Linked DNA regions of Sus scrofa: regions 1 and 3 are each linked to region 2. The links are chromatin contacts, called in public HiChIP or PLAC-seq and promoter capture Hi-C maps. All regions are on one chromosome and are shown on one strand. The core of a region is the stretch at or near the end of the contact, and the rest is flanking DNA. Distances in the headings are between cores, read along the strand shown.

Evidence for each region. Promoter capture Hi-C pulls out the DNA fragments that hold promoters and counts their contacts. HiChIP or PLAC-seq counts read pairs in DNA pulled down with a chosen protein or histone mark.
Region 1: a contact with region 2 is called in an H3K27ac HiChIP or PLAC-seq map of alveolar macrophages. The contact joins the promoter of URI1 here to the promoter of C6H19orf12 in region 2. A contact is called at or near these places in 1 of 5 promoter capture datasets (liver) and 1 of 2 datasets of contacts at active chromatin or transcription factors (alveolar macrophages).
Region 3: a promoter capture Hi-C map of fetal liver shows a contact between it and region 2, with 4 times the contacts expected there. The contact joins the enhancer-like site here to the promoter of C6H19orf12 in region 2. A contact is called at or near these places in 3 of 5 promoter capture datasets (fetal liver and liver), 21 of 47 Hi-C or Micro-C datasets (alveolar macrophages, blood, brain and 13 more) and 1 of 2 datasets of contacts at active chromatin or transcription factors (alveolar macrophages).

Annotation. Positions count from the first base shown.
Region 1 is chr6:40,041,631-40,044,887 of Sscrofa11.1, forward strand. It overlaps URI1 (unconventional prefoldin RPB5 interactor 1), which reads left to right and starts at 1,690. Exons shown (of 11, transcript XM_003355831.4): 1 at 1,690-2,142. The coding sequence starts at 2,038.
Region 2 is chr6:39,823,209-39,826,451 of Sscrofa11.1, forward strand. C6H19orf12 (protein C19orf12 homolog) reads right to left here and starts at 1,861. Exons shown (of 3, transcript XM_021094253.1): 1 at 1,736-1,861.
Region 3 is chr6:39,983,722-39,986,782 of Sscrofa11.1, forward strand. No RefSeq gene overlaps it. Among named protein-coding and RNA genes, the nearest start is that of URI1, 58 kb to the right of the region's middle. Within about 2 kb of position 1,265, at least 16 of the 83 cell types and tissues checked have an H3K27ac peak or open chromatin away from gene starts, as enhancers often do. A contact at or near this core is called in fetal liver, retroperitoneal adipose tissue, skeletal muscle and 1 more, where this site is marked.

The DNA of each region.
Region 1 (3,257 bases), core at 440-2,939, 220 kb after region 2:
AGGAAGGAAAGGAAGGCAGGCAGGCAGGCAAGCAAGCCTGATGCAAACTGCCTTGATCAGTCAGGAAATTTACTGGCCCTTTAAAATGAAGTCTAGAAGTAATGGAGGCTTCAGAGTTGGCCGATTTATCCCCGAATCAAATGCCATGACATAGCCAAGGACTCAGGTTCTGTCTCTTGGCTCTGCTGGTCACAGATTCAACTTGATTCTGAGTCTAGGATGTGTCTAGGTGTTCTTCCTCAACCTAAAAAACCCAGGGCCATATACTTTGTACTTCTGAGCTAAGGGGAGGATAGATTTTTGATGGGTGCACTTGAAAAGAACGAGGAAGTAATTTCTCAGAAGCCTCCAGCAAACCTCTATCTGTAGAGTGTCACATGCCCATTCCTAAACTAATCACTTACAAGGAAGATGCATTATTCTTTGATTGGAGCTGGGAGTAGATAAGCTTCCCACAGGCACAGGGGCTATGTGGGCCAGGGCTGTACATCTGATTGAGGGGAGTCAGGGTGGGCAGTTGCCAGTGTCCATTACGGGGGGCAAAAGTGAGAGCAGGGAGACCAGAGAAGGAGCTACTGAAGTAGTTCAGGACAGGGAGATGATGGTGGTATAAAGTAGTCAGAGTCTGTCTGTTTTAGACATACTGATCTTGGTTATGCAGTGAGGAAAAGAGAGCAGTTAACATCTACCATTTGCCAGGTTTTTCTTGCTTCTTTGAAGCAAATGGAAAAAGGGTGCTGGCCACAAGGGAAGAGAAATCCAGCAAGCAGCTAGATGAGGGTGTGACCTGCAGACACCTCCCAGCTCATTCCCAACTGCACAATGCTGAAGGAACAGAACCCAACCCTACTGTTAGGGATTGGAGCAGGGATGCTTGTTAGTGAAAGGCCAGTTCCATTCAGTAAGCATTAATTGGGTGCCTACTGTGTACAGAGGATGAGTGAGAAAGAGGTTACAGGAGTTTTGAAATAAAAGAAAAAGTATGGGCAAAGTTTTTTATTTTTGTCTTTTGAGGGCGACACCCTTGGTACATGGAAGCTCCCAGGCTAGGGGCCGAATCTGCCGGCCTACACCAATGCCAGATCCTAGCCTCATCTGTGACCTACACCACAGTTATGGCAACACAGGAGCCCTAACCCACTGAGTGAGGCCAGGGGATGGAACTTTCCTTCTCATGGCTATGAGTCGGGTTCGTTAAGCTGAGCCAGTGACGGGGACTACCCTGGGCAAAGTTATTCTCGAAAAGCCTCTTAAACAGACCACACATGGCAATATATTAATTTAAGCACAATAGCTTTATATGAGGAAAACTTATATGTGCAGTAATTAACATACATGCAAAATTTAATTGCTTATTTTAATTCATTAGACGGGCACAAGAAAGGGTTGAATTTGCCAAAAATTAAATGTGCTTATGAAGCAGTATTAGTGCATCAATTAAGCTCTTACCGCCAGATGCAGCGCTAAACACCTGGGGGGATGAAGGGGGTGCACAAGGCCAAGACAGGGCTCACCTCCTTGAACTGAGCATCCGTCTTCGCTAGAATGAAGGCTTCCAGAGGGCTACAAGCAGAATAATCTTTAGTTAAGCCAGCCGCCTCGCTCCGCTCCTACACCACGTGATTCACCTGGGGCGGGACGAGGGGAGGAGGAAGCGCGCATCCTGCGTGCCGCGCGGGGCGGGGCGAGGGGCGGGGCCTGCGGAGGAGGCGGGGAGGAGGCGCGGCAGCCACAGGACGCCTGGCTCGGCCCAGGCGCACCGGATCGGCGCTTCTCCCCTTCAACGGCCGGCCTGCTGCTCCGAGCCCGCGGTGGCGGCGGTGGCGGGCGGCATGCGCGTGTGAGATGCGGCCGCGGGCAGCCCGGACGGGAGCAGCGGCCGCCGCGGTAGCGGAGAAGGCGGGCGCGGCCTCCTCAGCGCGGGGTGCGCAGTGCATGAGGGCGAGCACGCGGGCGCTGGGCAGCCGCCGGCCACGCCGCCTCCATAAACACTTGTTTAGGACTCGTTCGCCCCGCTGAGGCCCCGGCGCCTCCGCCATGGAGGCCTCGCCCGACCCCGAGCCCCACATCTCGGCCTCGGCCTCGGCCGCGGCGCCGCTGCGCGCCCCGGAGGTGGCGCGACTCCGCGAGGAGCAAGAAAAGGTAACAGGCCTCGCTTCTGGCCCCGCGCTTCCGCCAGTGGTCTCGGGAGGCGCCCGCGCCCCGGCACATCCTCAGCGCCCTGCGCCCCTTCCCCGGGGCTGGGAGCTGCTCCCTGCAGGTCCCGGCAGACCCCCTCCTTACTTCAGTGGGTCTCAGCCCTTTGGTCTGGGCCCAGCTCACTCCGGACCCCGAACGGGCGAGGCGCGCAGCCTCTAGGCCTGGAGAGCGCGTAGGGAGAAACTTTTATCACGTGCTTTTGTTGTCTTTTGTCTGGCGCCCTTTGACCTTCGAGGGGAGGGGAGGATGGGGAAGAGGGATGCTGCGTTAATCTGTTTAATTTGTGTACGAACGGGAGTTTTTAATCTTAATGCATATAACAGTATGTGGGAATTTTCTTGGTTAAGGGCACGCTGTGAATCGAAGTGTCATCTTATTTTTTTAGCTTGTTATCTCATGGTTGCTAAGATGTATATACTGTTTGTTGCTCTTTGTCTGATTGCACCTAGAAGTTTTATAAAGTTTGTAGTGATACACTTTATATGCAGTTCCAGCTTTGGTTTAGTATTTGTCAAAATAGAATGCTCTTTTATTAATTTATAACTTCAATTATATAAGTGAGTTTTAATACCAGTAAAGGGGGAAGAACGTTTTGTATTTCCTAATGGGATTGTATATGAACAAGTATACACATTTAAGAAATACAGTATTACTGCTTAATTTGAGATTCCCCCCGCCTTGGATTCTGTATCGTTTCAAGTTTCTCACTGTCTCCTGAAATTGAAATTCTTGCTTTGAAAGGCAACGTTTAATTTACTTAAAATGTCTTATGCCATATTGAGAGTATCCTGGATATAAAGGTTAGGATTTGTTTGAAAATTATAAACACTGGGAATCCCTAGCTTTTTCTCTTGAGTATTTCTGTATAAAAATGGCTACTTACATAGGTGTACAATATAAGCAGGTCAGCTAGATGAGGGGCTTTGTCATAGAACCTCAAAAATCCTGGTTTGCATGGAAACCACCTGTTGGGATAAATTGTGGGAACCTTTCCGACTTTGCTCTGGTTGTTCTGAATTATTTTGTGCGTTGGATTTCCCTTTCTGAGAGCCTTAAGA
Region 2 (3,243 bases), core at 611-3,110:
AGGAGGAGCACTCTGATGGGGACAGACCTTAACAGGATGGGAGGGTTCCCCTCCCCCCCATCACACCTATTTCAGAATCAGATTTGTTCACGAAACAGGCTCTGGTCACAGGAAGCCCATCTGCCAGCCACAGGGAAGGCAAATGCCAATGTGAAGCCTTGGTTTCTTGCAAGCACCCAGGCTGGTCTGCTGATTACAGCAGGGATCTGGGGGAGAGGGAGCCGAGCCCGTCCCTGGGACTACAGCCTGGCTTGCTGAGATGGACCAGATTGTGAGAGACGAGGGAGAGGAAAGCTGCAGGGCTAACAGAGACCTCCACACACACAGTGCCTTTCAAAAATGAGACAAGTAGAGGGAGTTCCCATCTCGGCTCAGGGGAAACGAATCTGACTAGCATCCATGAGGTTCGATCCCTGGCCTCGCTCAGTGGTCAAGGATCCAGCGTTGCCATGTGCCGTGGTGTAGGTCGCAGACATGGCTCATGTCCCACATAGCTGTGGCTGTGTTGCTGTGGATGTGGTGCAGGCAAGCTGCTACAGCTCCAAGTCGACCCCTCACCAGGGAACTGCCATATGCCACAGGTGTGGCCCTAAAAAGACAAAAAGAAAAGAAGAGCAAAGCCTCTTAAGAATCAGAATGATCCGACTCACCTGGAATCCTCACTACTTTCTACCTCGCTGGTGAAATTTACTAAGCCTCACCGTGCCCACTCACTGGCTCCTACCAACTGGACCTTCCCACCTCTCTACGCCCAGTGCAAAGGTCACAGGCGGATCCCATCAGTAAGCATTGTCAGATTAGCCCACAGACTTTAAAAAATGAATTAGTTGCCAGAATTTTAAAATCAAGACATTTCACATACACCTCCGATTTTCAATTTCTGCTGAAAAGTCAAAAGAGCCAGCCACACTGGGCCCACCTCCTGCAGCAACCCAGGCCAGAGCTGAGCAGGGTGCTAGCAGCGCACACTCACCTCCCTACATGGCCCATGAACAGGTGGCTTCAAAACTTTCAAAAGATTCCTATTTCTTTTCCTTTTTTTTGTGGGGGGGGGGCTCTTTTTAGGTCCACAAGCAGGGTAAAGGGAGGTTCCCAGGCTAGGGATCCAATCGTGGCTGTAGCTGCAGGCCTGCACCATAGCCACAGCAACACAGGATCTGAGCGGTGTCTGCAGCCTACACCACAACTCACAGCAATGCCAGATCCTTAACCCACTGAGCGAGGCCAGGGATCGAACCTGAGTCCTCATGGATCCTAGTCAGATTCGTTTCCGCTGAGCCATGATGGCAACGCCTCCTACTTCCTTTTTTAAAGGTGAAATAAGCTATCAGTCCCCACAAAACTAACACCCCCCAACCCTGCGCCGCCCCCTGGCCCCCCAATCTGTTACTTCCCTTTCAGATCCTCTCTAAACCAGCGGGGAAGGTCATGGTGGTTCGGCCTGACGTGTATCACACCCACCATACGCGCACCGAGTTCCTGCAGGGAGATCTCACACACACACACAGACGCACACGCGCACACGCGCGCGCGCATTCCTGCAGCAGGTGACACGCACACACGCGTTCCTGCGGCAGGTGACACACACCCTTCCCTGCCTCCGTGTCTTCTTCACATGGAAAATGAAAGCACTAACAGCGTCCGTCCCGGCGCGGAAGAGCCAGGCCCGGGTCTAGCCGGCGCCCCAGCCGCGCCGGGTACCCCCTGGCTCCGGCGGCCCCGCAAGGCCCTTTACCTGCGGAGGCGGCGCTGCGAGGTCACAGGGCGACGGGCGCGGGGACACCAGCCGCCCCGCCCGGCGCGCAGGCCCCGCCCTCCCGCCTTCCGGCTCGGCCGCGCCGGGCCTTCCGGGCACCACCCACCCGCCCCGCCGTCACCGTCGCCGCGCTGCCGGCCCCGCCCGGCTGGGGCATCTGGAGCCAGGTCCCTGGGTCCGCGCACCCTGCCCTTCACCCGGCCGACACCCGGTTTAGGTGGCGGGGGTGCGGGGGGGGGTCCCCTGGACCTTGCTCAAGCGCGGGGTCCTCTCGGGAGAGCCTCTCTCGGACCCGGCGACCCTCTCTCTCCCCGCAAGTCGGGGCGCGGGAGAGAGAACGGAGGCCTTGGCAAGGAAAGTTGCTGAATTAATATTCGGCGAATGTGTGGGACAGAGTCAAACATGGGCGGCCCGAGTGCCGGCCTCTGGGTCTTGGGGTTTGAAAGAGCCAAGCGCCGCCTTGGCTTCTAGGATTTCAAGGGAAGAGGAGGTCCTGCTTCGGGGCAAAGCTGCAGCTGAGGACCCCGCCTCTCGGGAGGGTGCAAAGGGCAAGAAGGCGGAGTAACAAAAGGGCCAGGGGACACTTAGAGGGGCTAATGGAGACGCCATTCCTCCATCTCCCTTGCCCCCCAACAAGTGCTGGCTGGCCTCGAACCATCTCAAATCTGAAACACTTCTGGGCAGCTTTCCATGGACTATCTCACGTAATTCTGACAGCCACCCTGCAAGGTAGCGGTGGTTGCCATTGCCATAAATAATACTGACAAGAGCGGGGAGGCACCCAGGTGCAGAGAGGAAGGTCTACCCAAGGCCACCATGGTAGGGAGTGTCAGAGTCCAGACTCCAGCCTGGTTCCACCTGGCTCAAAGCCCTTGCTTGTAACCAGCACTGTGCCTCGCTTTCCAGGGTGCTGTGGGCACCAGAGGGTGGGCTTCTTTCATATTACCAGAACAATTTTCTTACTTCTTTTTTTAATGGGAAAGTACTTTGGGTATCTTCGTGCCTGAAATACAGATCTATATCTATCTAAATACAGATAGATATCTCACTTTACTTATGATTGACATTTTAAAAAAAAAGGGTTGTACTTGGGAGTTCCCATTATGGCTCAGGGGGTTAAGAATGTGACTAGTATCCATGAGGATGTGGGTTCAATCCCTGGCTTCGCTCATTGAGTTAAGGATCCAGCATTGCCACAAGCTGCAGTGTATGTAGGCTGCAGACAGGGCTGGGATCTTGTGTTGCTGTAGCTGTGGTGTAGGCTGGCAGCTGCAGCTCCACTTCGACCCCTAGCCTGGGAACTTCCATACGCTCTAGGTGCTGCTCTAAAAAGAAAAAAGAAAAAATTCTGTACCAATTTAATGTATACAACTTGATGAGTTTAGGGATGAGTTTATACCCTTGAAACCATCATCACCATCAAGGCCATAGGAATATACATCCCCTCTGGGTGTAGATTCTCTTGACCCCTTTAGTATTATTATCAA
Region 3 (3,061 bases), core at 15-2,514, 160 kb after region 2:
CAGAGAGGTGAGATGCAGAGGGAGTAGGTGAGAGAGCCAGGAAGGGGACTTGAGACAGCTGACTCCCCTCCACATCACTGCCGTTTTCAATTACGTTTTCTCATTTCCCCTCCTGTGTTTTGATTACTGCACTGTTTCGAGTGTTTCTTTTTCTAAGGAATCCGAAAGAAATGTGTAGCACCGCAGTGTGCACATTGCAGGCGCCCATTTCAACGTTCCCAGGAACACGACTAACACACACCCCCCTGCCCCCACCCCAGGAGCAGTCCGGCTGTGGGCTGAGGGCTGAGCGCAAGTGCACTTGGCCGGGTGGGCTTTGGATGGCCCGGTCACTCTTATTCGTGGCTTTTACAGCGTTGACTGTGAGACACTATTTCCAATTTCTCAAAGGCTTCAGCAGGAACCAGCCTCCCGGCTTTCTCTCTGCTCGCCCCCACCTGCCCCTCAACTCCTGCCTGGAGCCCTGTGGGGTGCAGCTAAGGGCCCCCGGGCGCTGCGACTCCCTTCCCTGGTCAGCACCCTTCTGCACCAGCGTGCATGGCTCACAAGGCAAACTCGAGGCCCTCTCCTACAGCTCCAGCCTGGCTCGCTCTGGCTCTGCCTGCCTCCCCATCTGCCCCATCTACCTCCTAGATTCGGGAAGTGCCCGCGGCTTGCCCCGGGGGCCCGCACCCACTCTTGGCCAAATGGCCAAATGCATCATTTCTGGCTCATTTCCAGGTTCTGGGCGCCGTCGGTGCGAGGCCCGGCTTGGAGCAGAGACCCGGCGCTGGGTCCCTCTGGGCCTTTTGCCCACCAGTGCGCCCTCAGCCAGGCCCTGGACCTGACCAAGTCACAGTCTCCTTGGGGGTCGAGCGGGGTGACAGCCTCCCTCGCACAGGGTCGAGGGGGCAGAGGAGCAAGCGGTGTGAAAACAGGCGGGTCAGAGGGAGCGCTGCGGGGGCGGCGGTCCGGCCGGACCTTGTCCTGCAGCCTCCAGGCCACCTGCCCGGGCGCCCTCCCCGAGGGGGTTGCTCGCTCCTCCGGCTTCTCTGGCCTCGGTCGAGCCAATCAACACGTCCGCGCCCGAACCGCGTGAGGCGGCGGCGGTAAAACCTGAAAGGGGGTCAGGGCGCACTCCCTCGCGGCCCGAGCTAAGGGTCGCGGACCGCGCAAGCCACGCGGGCGGCCGGAGGAGGCGGTCTGGCTCCTGAGGTCGCGCCGCGAGTGGCCTCCGCAGGTCGGCGCCCCGACCCCGCCGTCCTCACCCTCCCAGAGGCGCGATCGCAAAGCATCTGCTGCCATCTGGTGGCGGCGCCGGGGCAGCTGCCGTGCGGAGCGCGGAGGCCAGGCCAAGGGCGCGGGTCCCGCCTCGCTGACACCCCCCAACCCATCCGCACAGAGCCTCTTGCAGCCCCGCCACATAGCCAGGAAGCCCCACGCCTCTGCCCTCTCGCGCTGCTCTGGCTTCCCAAGCAGAATGGGAACGGCTGGCGGCGTCCCAGGAGAGGCCGTGTGGCGCAGTGGTCTTCGGCGCCTGGGCTTTGATGTCCGCACCTGCTCGTGGAGCCACCTCGGGCCCCCCCACCCCCCCTTAGAGGAGCTCTTCACTCTCTGAACCCCATTTTTTTCATCTGTAAAGTGGACCTAAAAAAGGTGCATGCCTGTGGAGCCTTCGGATTGCCTGGGGAGATTCTTGTCGAACTCAGACCCATGGTAAGAGTCATGCTTATAATTGTGAGTCATGATTATAATATAAATATTAGCTGTGGCTTTTGTAAAAGCCCAGACCGCCTTTCACACACATGCTCTGATGTCATCCTATCGCTCAGCCGTGTGGAACCTTGGTCATACCATGAATTTTCTGTCTCTCCATCTGTAAACTGGCCTCCACCCTTGGGTATGGTAGCCTGTGTAAAGACAGCCCCGTCTCTCCATGGACAGGTGCACCTGGTGGCATTTGCCTTCTGGGCCTTGTGCCTGTGAGCTCCCAGAGGATAATTCTCTGCCGGAATAAAAGATTCTCCCAGCCTCTATCCAAACCTGGAGGCTCTGCCTGGGGCCTTGTGCCTTATAGACAGGACCTGTTTTCTGAACTAAGAGGAATTCTTTGGTTTTTCTGGGAACTCCAGACCAGAGAGTCCAAGTTAGGGCTGGAGTTCCCTGGCAGCTCAGTGGGTTAAGGATCTGGTATCACTGCTGTGGCCCAGGTCACTGATGTGGTGCTATTCCCATCCCTGGCCCTGAAACTTACATATGCCTCGGGCATGTCCAAAAAAAAAAAAAAAAAAAAAAAATTAGGGGTCAGGCTCTTTGATCCCTCTCCAAAAAGAGGCCACACTGATGGGGATGCCACATCCTTACAATAATGTGATGGAATATTTAAGGAAAACAAGTTCTCCTTTAAAAAAGAAAAAAACTGCATCCATTCATGCACCAGGCACTGTCCCTGAGACTTGGGTCCAGTGTGCAGGCACACACCATGTCTTACACACGGTTCCAGTAGGCATACAGGTTTAATCACATCTCAGCATGCAGCAAGAGGGGGCCTGTAGAACTGGCGTGACAGCCAGGTACACCAGCTGGGTGAGGGGTAGTGCCTCCAGCAGCCGCTGCTGCCTTTCTGCCTCTGAAAATGCCGGCTCCAATTCCAAGGTATCAAATATTTGCCTAGCTGTTCAACATTTCTTTAAATAATATACTCGCGACTAATTCATATCTAGACTTGCCATCTTCATCTCTCCCAGGCCTCCCTCCTGGATTAGTGCGTCTTGTCTATTCTGCGAGAAAGGTGTCCTACATTCTAAAAATAGACCACAAAAGTCTGGACACCAGCATGCATAGTCAGCGGAGGCTTTTTTGCTTATCTGGAGGGCTGTCCTCTTGGGACAGCTGCATTAAAGCCCAGTGCGTCCGTGCATGGAGGAGGCTGAGTGCTCCCGAGACACGTGCTGGCTCCTGCCTTCCAAAAGAGGGCTAATCTGCTCCCCAAAATGCCCTGCCCAGCCTGGCTCTTTGACCTTTGAGGGGAGTGCACACCTCTTCCATCAGAGGCAAGGGTCTTTCTCCTCCAAAGATGTGT